Linked DNA regions of Sus scrofa: region 2 is linked to region 1. A link is a contact called in public Hi-C data. All regions are on one chromosome and are shown on one strand. The core of a region is the stretch at or near the end of the contact, and the rest is flanking DNA. Distances in the headings are between cores, read along the strand shown.

The links. Hi-C and Micro-C count contacts between places; a contact is called where the count stands out from the background.
Region 2: a Hi-C map of skeletal muscle shows a contact between it and region 1, with 2.6 times the contacts expected there. The contact joins two enhancer-like sites. A contact is called at or near these places in 3 of 47 Hi-C or Micro-C datasets (heart right ventricle, mesenteric adipose tissue and skeletal muscle) and 1 of 2 datasets of contacts at active chromatin or transcription factors (skeletal muscle).

What each region holds. Positions count from the first base shown.
Region 1 is chr3:119,015,991-119,020,179 of Sscrofa11.1, reverse strand. The region is part of intron 5 of LOC106509892 (a long non-coding RNA gene); the gene reads left to right. Among named protein-coding and RNA genes, the nearest start is that of RDH14, 440 kb to the left of the region's middle. Within about 2 kb of position 1,364, at least 9 of the 83 cell types and tissues checked have an H3K27ac peak or open chromatin away from gene starts, as enhancers often do. A contact at or near this core is called in skeletal muscle, where this site is marked.
Region 2 is chr3:119,087,563-119,091,614 of Sscrofa11.1, reverse strand. The region is part of intron 5 of LOC106509892 (a long non-coding RNA gene); the gene reads left to right. Among named protein-coding and RNA genes, the nearest start is that of RDH14, 360 kb to the left of the region's middle. Within about 2 kb of position 1,689, at least 8 of the 83 cell types and tissues checked have an H3K27ac peak or open chromatin away from gene starts, as enhancers often do. A contact at or near this core is called in skeletal muscle, where this site is marked.

The sequences.
Region 1 (4,189 bases), core at 115-2,614:
GTTTTTCGTAACTACTTTTAGAATTCCATTAAGACTCTTGTTTTGCACATGACTGGTCCAGCATAATTCACAACCACTTTCCAAACCCACCTCCCCCTACCCTTCACTGCATCATTGAGTTTAGGGTATAATTGACTAATTCAGAGATTTAAGCTACTGTTATCTCAATAGAAGAAACTGCCAGACTGTTCACAGTTCTCTTCACATATAGCCATATTGCAATTCTAAATTAGAACTACTTAAAAGATTATTTGGAAGGTTCTCCTAACCTCAGTATTGAGGAGATCTTGTGATTTGAAAAAACTTTAATTCAGTAAAGCTGAAGATCTCACTTTTGTAGGTACTGAATTCAGAGGCAAGCAGACAAAAGCACCAAAGTAGCACAATAGCTGGTAACATTTCCTATCGTGTAACAAATTACCACAAGCTTACTGGCTTGAAGGAACACTAAGTCATTGTGACACCGTTTCAGTAGATCAGAGGTCTGGGCCCCATGTAACTGGGTTCTCTGCTTAGGATCGCACAGGACAAAGTCAGGGTGGGGGCAGGTGGGGCTCTGGGAAAGAATCTACTTTCAAACTCCTTCAGGTTTTTGGCCAAATTTACTCTCTCGTGGTTGCTGGTTGCTGGAAGAAGGTCCCATTTTTTGCTGGCTGCTGGCCAGAGTTACTGTCTGTTCCATGGCCACCCACATTCCCCCTGGTGCTTTCATCAAGGCCCCTCCATCACCATGGCAGCTATGGCATGTCCAGTCCTCATCCTTCAAAGGTCTCTGACTCCGCCCTCAGCTTTTATGGACTGATGGTTATATCAAGCCCACCTGAATAATCTCTATTTCAAGGGCAACTGTGCCATTTGGCAAAGCACGAAATCACAAGCGTGATAGAAACATCGTCATACTCACAGGCCTGGAAAATTAGGTCAGAGCCTCTCAAGGAGGAGGAGGTCATTTCAGAAATTCTGCCTCCGGTACTGAGGCACTTTATTCCTCCATTTTATGGGGAAGCTTCAGAAACTGAGAGATGTTCTATGCAAGATGACACCTTCTGAGAATAAGAAGACCTTGAATGAAAAGGAAGTTTCCAGTAAACAAATGGGGAATTTTTAAACTGCATTGATAAATTCTCTGCGATTGCCAGTGGAGTGAAACTATGAAAAAGGCACAGATGATCTAACAAAGAAAGAAGAAAGGAAAAAATAAACAGAGTTTTGTTAGAAAGGATCCAGAAATACCAGGCCTGAGCTTAAATATACTGACATGAACATGAGACAAATGAAAAAAGATGAGCCATGAAGGGAAACCATGCAATCGAATAATCAGCGAGGAGGCTGAGCCCACAGAGGCCGGGGAGCTGATGAACACAGAACAGAGAGTCCCGAATGAGAATTCCCAGATGATGGAAAACACCAAGTAAACAGAGACCTAGCTCAGAGCCAACAAACTGCTTCGAGGCTGAGAAGTTCCAAGAGTTAGAAAACAGAGATGAGGGTAGTAGAGAGGAATCCGGAGATGTCACTCTCGTGGATCTAGTGGATTGTGAGGAGAGGAACATATATGAGCTACAAGCAGTACAGCAAAAGGGCCCCATTAAAAGGAAAAAGAAGCAGCAAGGCTGAGCAGTAGATGCCGTAGGCTAGGGATCTCTGACTCCTATATTGTTACATGCCTTTACTTACTTTACGTATTGTGTAACAATACACAGACTGTATATGCCTTGACTTTACGACTTTACGACTGTATGACAATCATATGCCTTTACGACTTTACGACAATTATATGCCTTTACTTCCTACCTGATTCCATGAAACAAATTAAAAAAATATTAAAGATAATGAAAGTGGGATGGACGGGGAGTCTGGGGTTGGAGGATGCAAACTATTCCATTTAGAATGGAGAGGCAATGAGGTCCTACTGCAGGGCACAGGCAACTGTATCCAAACTCTTGGGCTAGAACATGATGGAAGATACTATGTGCATGTATGTATGACTGAGTCACTATGCTGTACAGCAGAAATTGGCACAATCCTGTAAGTCAACTATAATAAAAATAAAGAAATTAGTTTTAAGAAAGAATAATACTGTTTTTAAGTCCCCCCCCAAATAAACAAATAAGCTAATTAATTAATTATAAAAAATTACAGATAATGAGAATCCTTCAGGATCTTCTGGTCTAACCTCTTTTCACAACCTGGTAAATCTAGGACAAGGAAGGAAAATGAACACGGCTGGCTCAAACAATGAACCACAAGCATGGTTAATTTTAGGAACGCTAGTCCTTGGCTCCCCAGCCTACAGTCCTAGCAGAGGAGGCTCTGGTCTTCGCTTATAAGAGATAAGATAGCATTCAAAGATAAATCTTATGCTATTTAATAAATAGCAGCTGAAATGTAGATTTTATCCAAAGGTGGACACTTTGTAAGATAATCATTGTGGGTCTCCTTTTAGGACTTTTCAAGAAGACTCTATATACTTATTTGTTCCACACAAGTCCCACTTGTCTTAAGACCAGCATTTATTTTTTCATGCATGGAATTGGGGAGTGAAATTTTGATTTTACTTCAACTATCAATGGCTTTTACATGATGAAGATTTCTGTGTTGGTCAAGGTAGTTCTTATAATTTTATCAAGCAAACAAAAGTACTTTAAATAACTTGACTGTTAAAATTTTATTTTCCATCCAATACAACTGGCATGAAATGTGGATAACAGAGAGATGTGGGTTCTATACATGAATTCACACATCCAAATGAGACAACTAATTGTAAAAAAATACCTAAGACCTTCAATTGTTGGACCTTAGTTCCTCATTTGCGAAAGGCAGAAGGAGCAGTAGATTATACTCTCCTTGTAGTGCCAATAGACAATGAATCTAAGCATCTCAGGGCCACAAGGATGTTTGCTGGGCTGTGCACTGCAAACTTTAAGAGGTTGCCATTCTCATCACAGCCTATCTGAACGGCCCCCCTTGCAGGTGCGGAATATGAAAACTGTGATGTTATATGGGGTGTTATACAGGAAGAATGCATCTCAAAAGCGAACATTATAAAAATCAGAAGATAGTATTAGTACACACAGCCTGATAAAGAATCATCTCACTTTTGCTACAATTCTCCAGAAACCTCCCAGTATTGGCTGAGAAGAATGGAAGCTACTCCTTTTGTTCCGGCTGAGAAGAGCCCCCTTGCTGTAGAGGTACCATTTTAAATTAGTGATAAGGCTGCTGGATGACTGTCCTGCTTGCAGTCAGGGGCATGAGAAAGAGCCCAATAACAGTCGAGGAAAGGAGAGGGTAGTGATGAGCTCAGGTGTCTAAACATAGAAGAGAAGCCAAAAACTGAGGAGGAGATTACACAGGGAGCAGACCAGTGGAAGGACTGTGTATCCTGTAGGCATGGTGACAAAAACCAGTAATTAAAAATGCTCAAAATCAATCCAGCCAACTTTATTAAGAATAATACTTTCCGACTACAAAGGACTTGAGTTAAAGGCACATCCCCACATGGGCATGACCTTTAATATTGATTCTTATAATGACTGACATTGTTTTGAGTTATAATCTATAATGCAGATTCTTTTGAATTTTTGAGCTTACCTTGGGCCATCAAGATCGTAGGGGTGGATATCTGGGGTCTCTCTTCCAAGACAGGGAGAGACATTAATAGAGAGAATGGGGATTAAGAGAAAGAGAGATCTAGATCAAACCTTTCAAGAATCTTTTGCAGATTTTTTTTAATATTCTCTAGCTTTAGAAGAAATCATCAAATAGGAAAGTGTAATGATTTTCAAGTTAGGAAATCACCTTTTGCTTGACTCTCAAGATGATCCATATGCTTCAGCCTCTATAGCTCCACAAATGTCAAAAATCTGCCTAGACAAGTTCTAACTTGGGCCACCAGAAGGAAAGGCATCATATTCAGCTCTAAAACTACTGATCACAGTGACAAAAATGTCCCCCTCTGCATTCTCATACCTGAGTGTAAAGGAGCAACACAGCAAAGCGGCCATAGAAGGTCTTACTTTGGTTTTGAGGAAGATTCTTTCTATGGCTCTTTGGGAATCACAAAACAGTTATCCGAAATTAAGCTGAACGTATACATTTTTATGTTTCTCAGAATCTCTAAAGGGAGCGTATTGTTTGTCATTTATATATTCAGCCACAAATGCATGTGGTACAAATGCACATATTT
Region 2 (4,052 bases), core at 440-2,939, 71 kb before region 1:
TTGACTGGATTATGAGGTGGGGGGACATGAACTGAAAGGTGAATTAAGGCCCGACCAGAAGAGCTTGAACACCAATAAGGAATTTGGACTTTATTCTGGAGACACCTGGTAGGCATCAAAGATTATTGAACAGGTGAATGACATGACTAGTCCTTTTGAAAGAACACTCTGGAAACCATATGTAGAGTAAATTGAAAATAGAGAGGACTGAGGCCAAACAGCCTCAGCCTCATCATGGCCTTAGTGGGAAACCAATCAATGCACAAAAATGGCAGGGAGGAAGACCGCTGCATAAGCTCCAAGTGAAATGAGAGGAAGCTGTGTGCAAGCTTTAAGTATGTCTTAGTTAATAGCATGTTAACTTTTGGTATAAATTTTGATATGGTGGTGGCATGTCAGTTATCTGTAGATAACATCATCATTTGCTCAAATACACTGGCCTAAACCTTTAATCGTTTATGTTTTTAAACAAAATACCTGCTATTGATTTGCCTGTTAATTTTCCTAGAACCTGCTTTTTGCCTGTATAGTTCAAAAGCAAAATGATCATAAATCAACGTGATTACAGACTGCAAGGCAGTGGCATTCACATATGTGAGATTTCTCCCTGGACCTGCTGATTTGTTGCTCTGGACAACTACTTTACAAAAAGTGTGCCAATTATGTATTCCCTTGGCTCTATAAGAATTTACAATCCAGGAGATTTCTAAAGGCAGTTGTCTCATTCAATGGCTTCACTGTGGAACGGACCCTCCAACTTCAACCCTAGGAGATGACATTAGACTCCTCTCTTTCTATAGCCAGTTACAAGTCCAGTGAAAATCTGAGACACAGGAGTTCAAACTGTGTCTTAGATTTAGTCTTTCCTTTCCATTGTCGCTTCTGCCATGGCAAAAGATTAATAGTGTATGTGTCAGGAAAAAAAAAAATAAGGAGAGATGATGAGAGACGGCAAGAGCCTTGACAAGCACAGTGGCTTCTGGATAAAAGGCCTTGGCCCAAACAACGCCAAGGTTGGCATTTCCCTGGTGGCACCAAGGCATCATTACCCTCATCTATAGCAAAGCAGAAATCTCTTTTGAGAGTCAGAATATCTCACAGGCAGCAAAACATATGCAAGAGCTGTGAATAATGGAAGGTCTTGTAGGGCCGAATCCAGGAAAAAGATGAAGTAAGAGTGAGGAAAGGGTTACAGGTCCCTGGAGGCTCCCTTCATGCATATGTGAACTGGGTATCTGCAGAAACACCCTCCTGACTGGAGGGCAGCTGATCACTTCTGCAGCAGTCGTTGGTTTTAATATCTGTGTCCTAATTTATTTGACATCTGCAGAACATCCAAAGAAAATATTCAAGTCCGGGATGGGCAATCCGGCTGCTTTCTGAGTTCATCAAATATCTCACACTCCTTTTTCAAATGTTTTCAGTTTTGCAAAACTCGAAATGCATTTTGCCAAACATGTTCTCTGTTAATGTTTATTTAGAAGGGAATTTAATCCGTATGCTGCTGATGCATTTACACTTAACTCATCAAAATGTTTTACTAGAGTCATTTGATGTCCAAGAAACCTTTTGAGTCTTTTTTATAAGCCTCTTCAAGCCCATTTTGCTTCGAAACAGGAAGTCGCCTGTTACTAACCATAAACGAATGCAATCCCCAGAGGATTTGGTTTCATTTAAGACACTGAGAGACCACAAGTTCTCAGCCTACCCTGATTTTCCCCTGAACCTACTGAGAATGGGCCGTGCACAAATGAGGTGCTGTTATTATTTTCCAAAATAAAATCCTTTCTGAAGAGGCATCTTTCATACAACTCTTGGGAAAGACGGTGACCAAAGCAGAGCGCTAAATCATTGGCTTTGCAGGCTGCACCTGGTCAATGTAACTGTCTCCCTGTGATCCACTTACCATTCGGAGCTCGTTTGCTAGTATTAATAGAACAAATAAAATGGAATGGGAGATAAAGATGCCGGGATAGTGATTTCTTGCTTCAGGAAAACCGTCCTGGGTTACAGACCAATACAATGTTCCCAGCCATGAGCCAGGGAACCGACGCTGATATAAACACAGCATCCAAATCACAGAACATGACTTGTTTAAGGCTTAATTCTGTGAAGTAAGGCAGGAAACAAGATTTATCCTTCTGGGAAACTTTTGGCATTTGCCTCGAGCTGGGCTTGATTCCTCTCTGCCGTCCTCACCATCCATTATGGCTATCTGAAGGAAATCAATTTTTTGCCCAAACTAAGGCAAAAGAGAAATGTCTCCATCTGAGTCCCGTAGAAATCCTTCTATTTGACGTGGCGTTAAACAACAGAGAGCAAGCAGCCCTGATCTGGGAGGATCAGCCGTTGCTGTCCTGGGCCTTTTGGCTGTGAAGGGGAGTGAAATGAGTTGGGCGAAAGCCATTTTACAAACATAGTAAAAATAAATTTACTACACTCAATAATTGAATCTTAAACTTGTCACTATGGCAAACTCTAAATTATTCTAAGAGCCTTCACTGGGACTTGGCAAAAGTCGTGGGTGCTGAAGGTCAGTTTTCATGTATGAAATCCAGCTTAGGTTATAACTGCATGGGCTACAGAGTAAACGTTCAAAGGATGAATGGGCCATTGAGAAGTAAATCAGACTCCCCAGATGCTTAAATAAATCCTGGAAGGGTTTAAGCCATCAGTTTGGTGGGCTACCAATAGAATTGGGCTATTAATACAAAAAAAAATTGAGGTTGTTAATACCAAGTTCCCTGCCCCTCAACCGTGTGTGTGTGTATGTGTGTGCACGCATGTGCACGTGCGCATGCGTGCATAAGAGTTTGTTTCTTAACATGCCTTTATTTTTAGTTGATTTAGTTGTATTAAGTGCGCTCTGATTGGGCAGCAGAGGCTGTGACTTGGTGGTTGGCCCATGCTCTGACTCCTGGGCACAAAGCTGGAATGTTTACACTGGGAGGGAATGTTCAGACTCTGACCCAACCAGGAAACATTTCCGTTAACATCTGGCTTTGCTTACTTGTCCTAAATATTAAATTATTAATGGACTCTTAATATTAGACCATTTCATTGGTTCATTTTTTTTCTCCTTAAAATCATATTTAGGGGCCACTTCCCTTAGAATAAGGTTTAAAAACTCTCTCTTAGTGTCTTTCTGAATCTGACACATATAAAATTCTTCAGGGGACACAAATGAAAGAATTACCAAAGCAACAAAGACACAAAACTGACCCATTTTTTAAAAAACTTAGATTGGCGGAAACAAGTTAGTTTATTACTCAAACTGAAGAGATAAAGACTTTTATATCCAAGTGGTAGTATTACTGCTAATAGTTTATAAGGCCCTAAGAAGCCACCTTATTTGGTAGCACGTGTACCTGAATAAGCAGCCCAGAAGTATATTTTTTCATTTTTATCCATTTTGCTCTGATTAATTATTTTTTGAACAAGGTTTAGTCACAATTGCCTAATTAACTTAGGCACCTATGCTTCAGAGCTAGGCATAAATGTATTCATTGACTCAAGGCCAGTCTGTTTTTGCCAGAGTAAGTCATAGAAACATGATGCCTCATGAGCGAAATGGCCTTGATTGGTAGACTATTTTACTGATTTTACCTAATACATTACCACACACACGCTTATAATATTTAAATGGAACAGTGTCAGAAAGCATATATGTGCTTTGTATCATGGCATATGTGACATAAATTCTACTACTTGAGTATAAATTATTAGGAAATGGCCCCCTTAGTTTTGAAGCGCCCTCTTTCTTTCCAGAGAAATCTTCAGTCCCCCATAGGTTCCACTAGGACTATTTGAAAGCAGTCATCTTTGCTTTCTCCCTGAGTCCTCAGTTTTTGTTAATGGTACAAAGATATGATTAATTTCCAAATCTCCCAGTTTGAAGGTGTACAGAATAAATAGTCCCTGTTGCATATAACCTTGAACCCAAAGATACTTTCTAGGTGGCCCCATTCAATATTCCTTTTTGCCTGCTGGCTGGAACAACTCAGGAGGAATTTCTGTTTAGTCTCTCAGTAGCATTATGAAGTAACCAATGT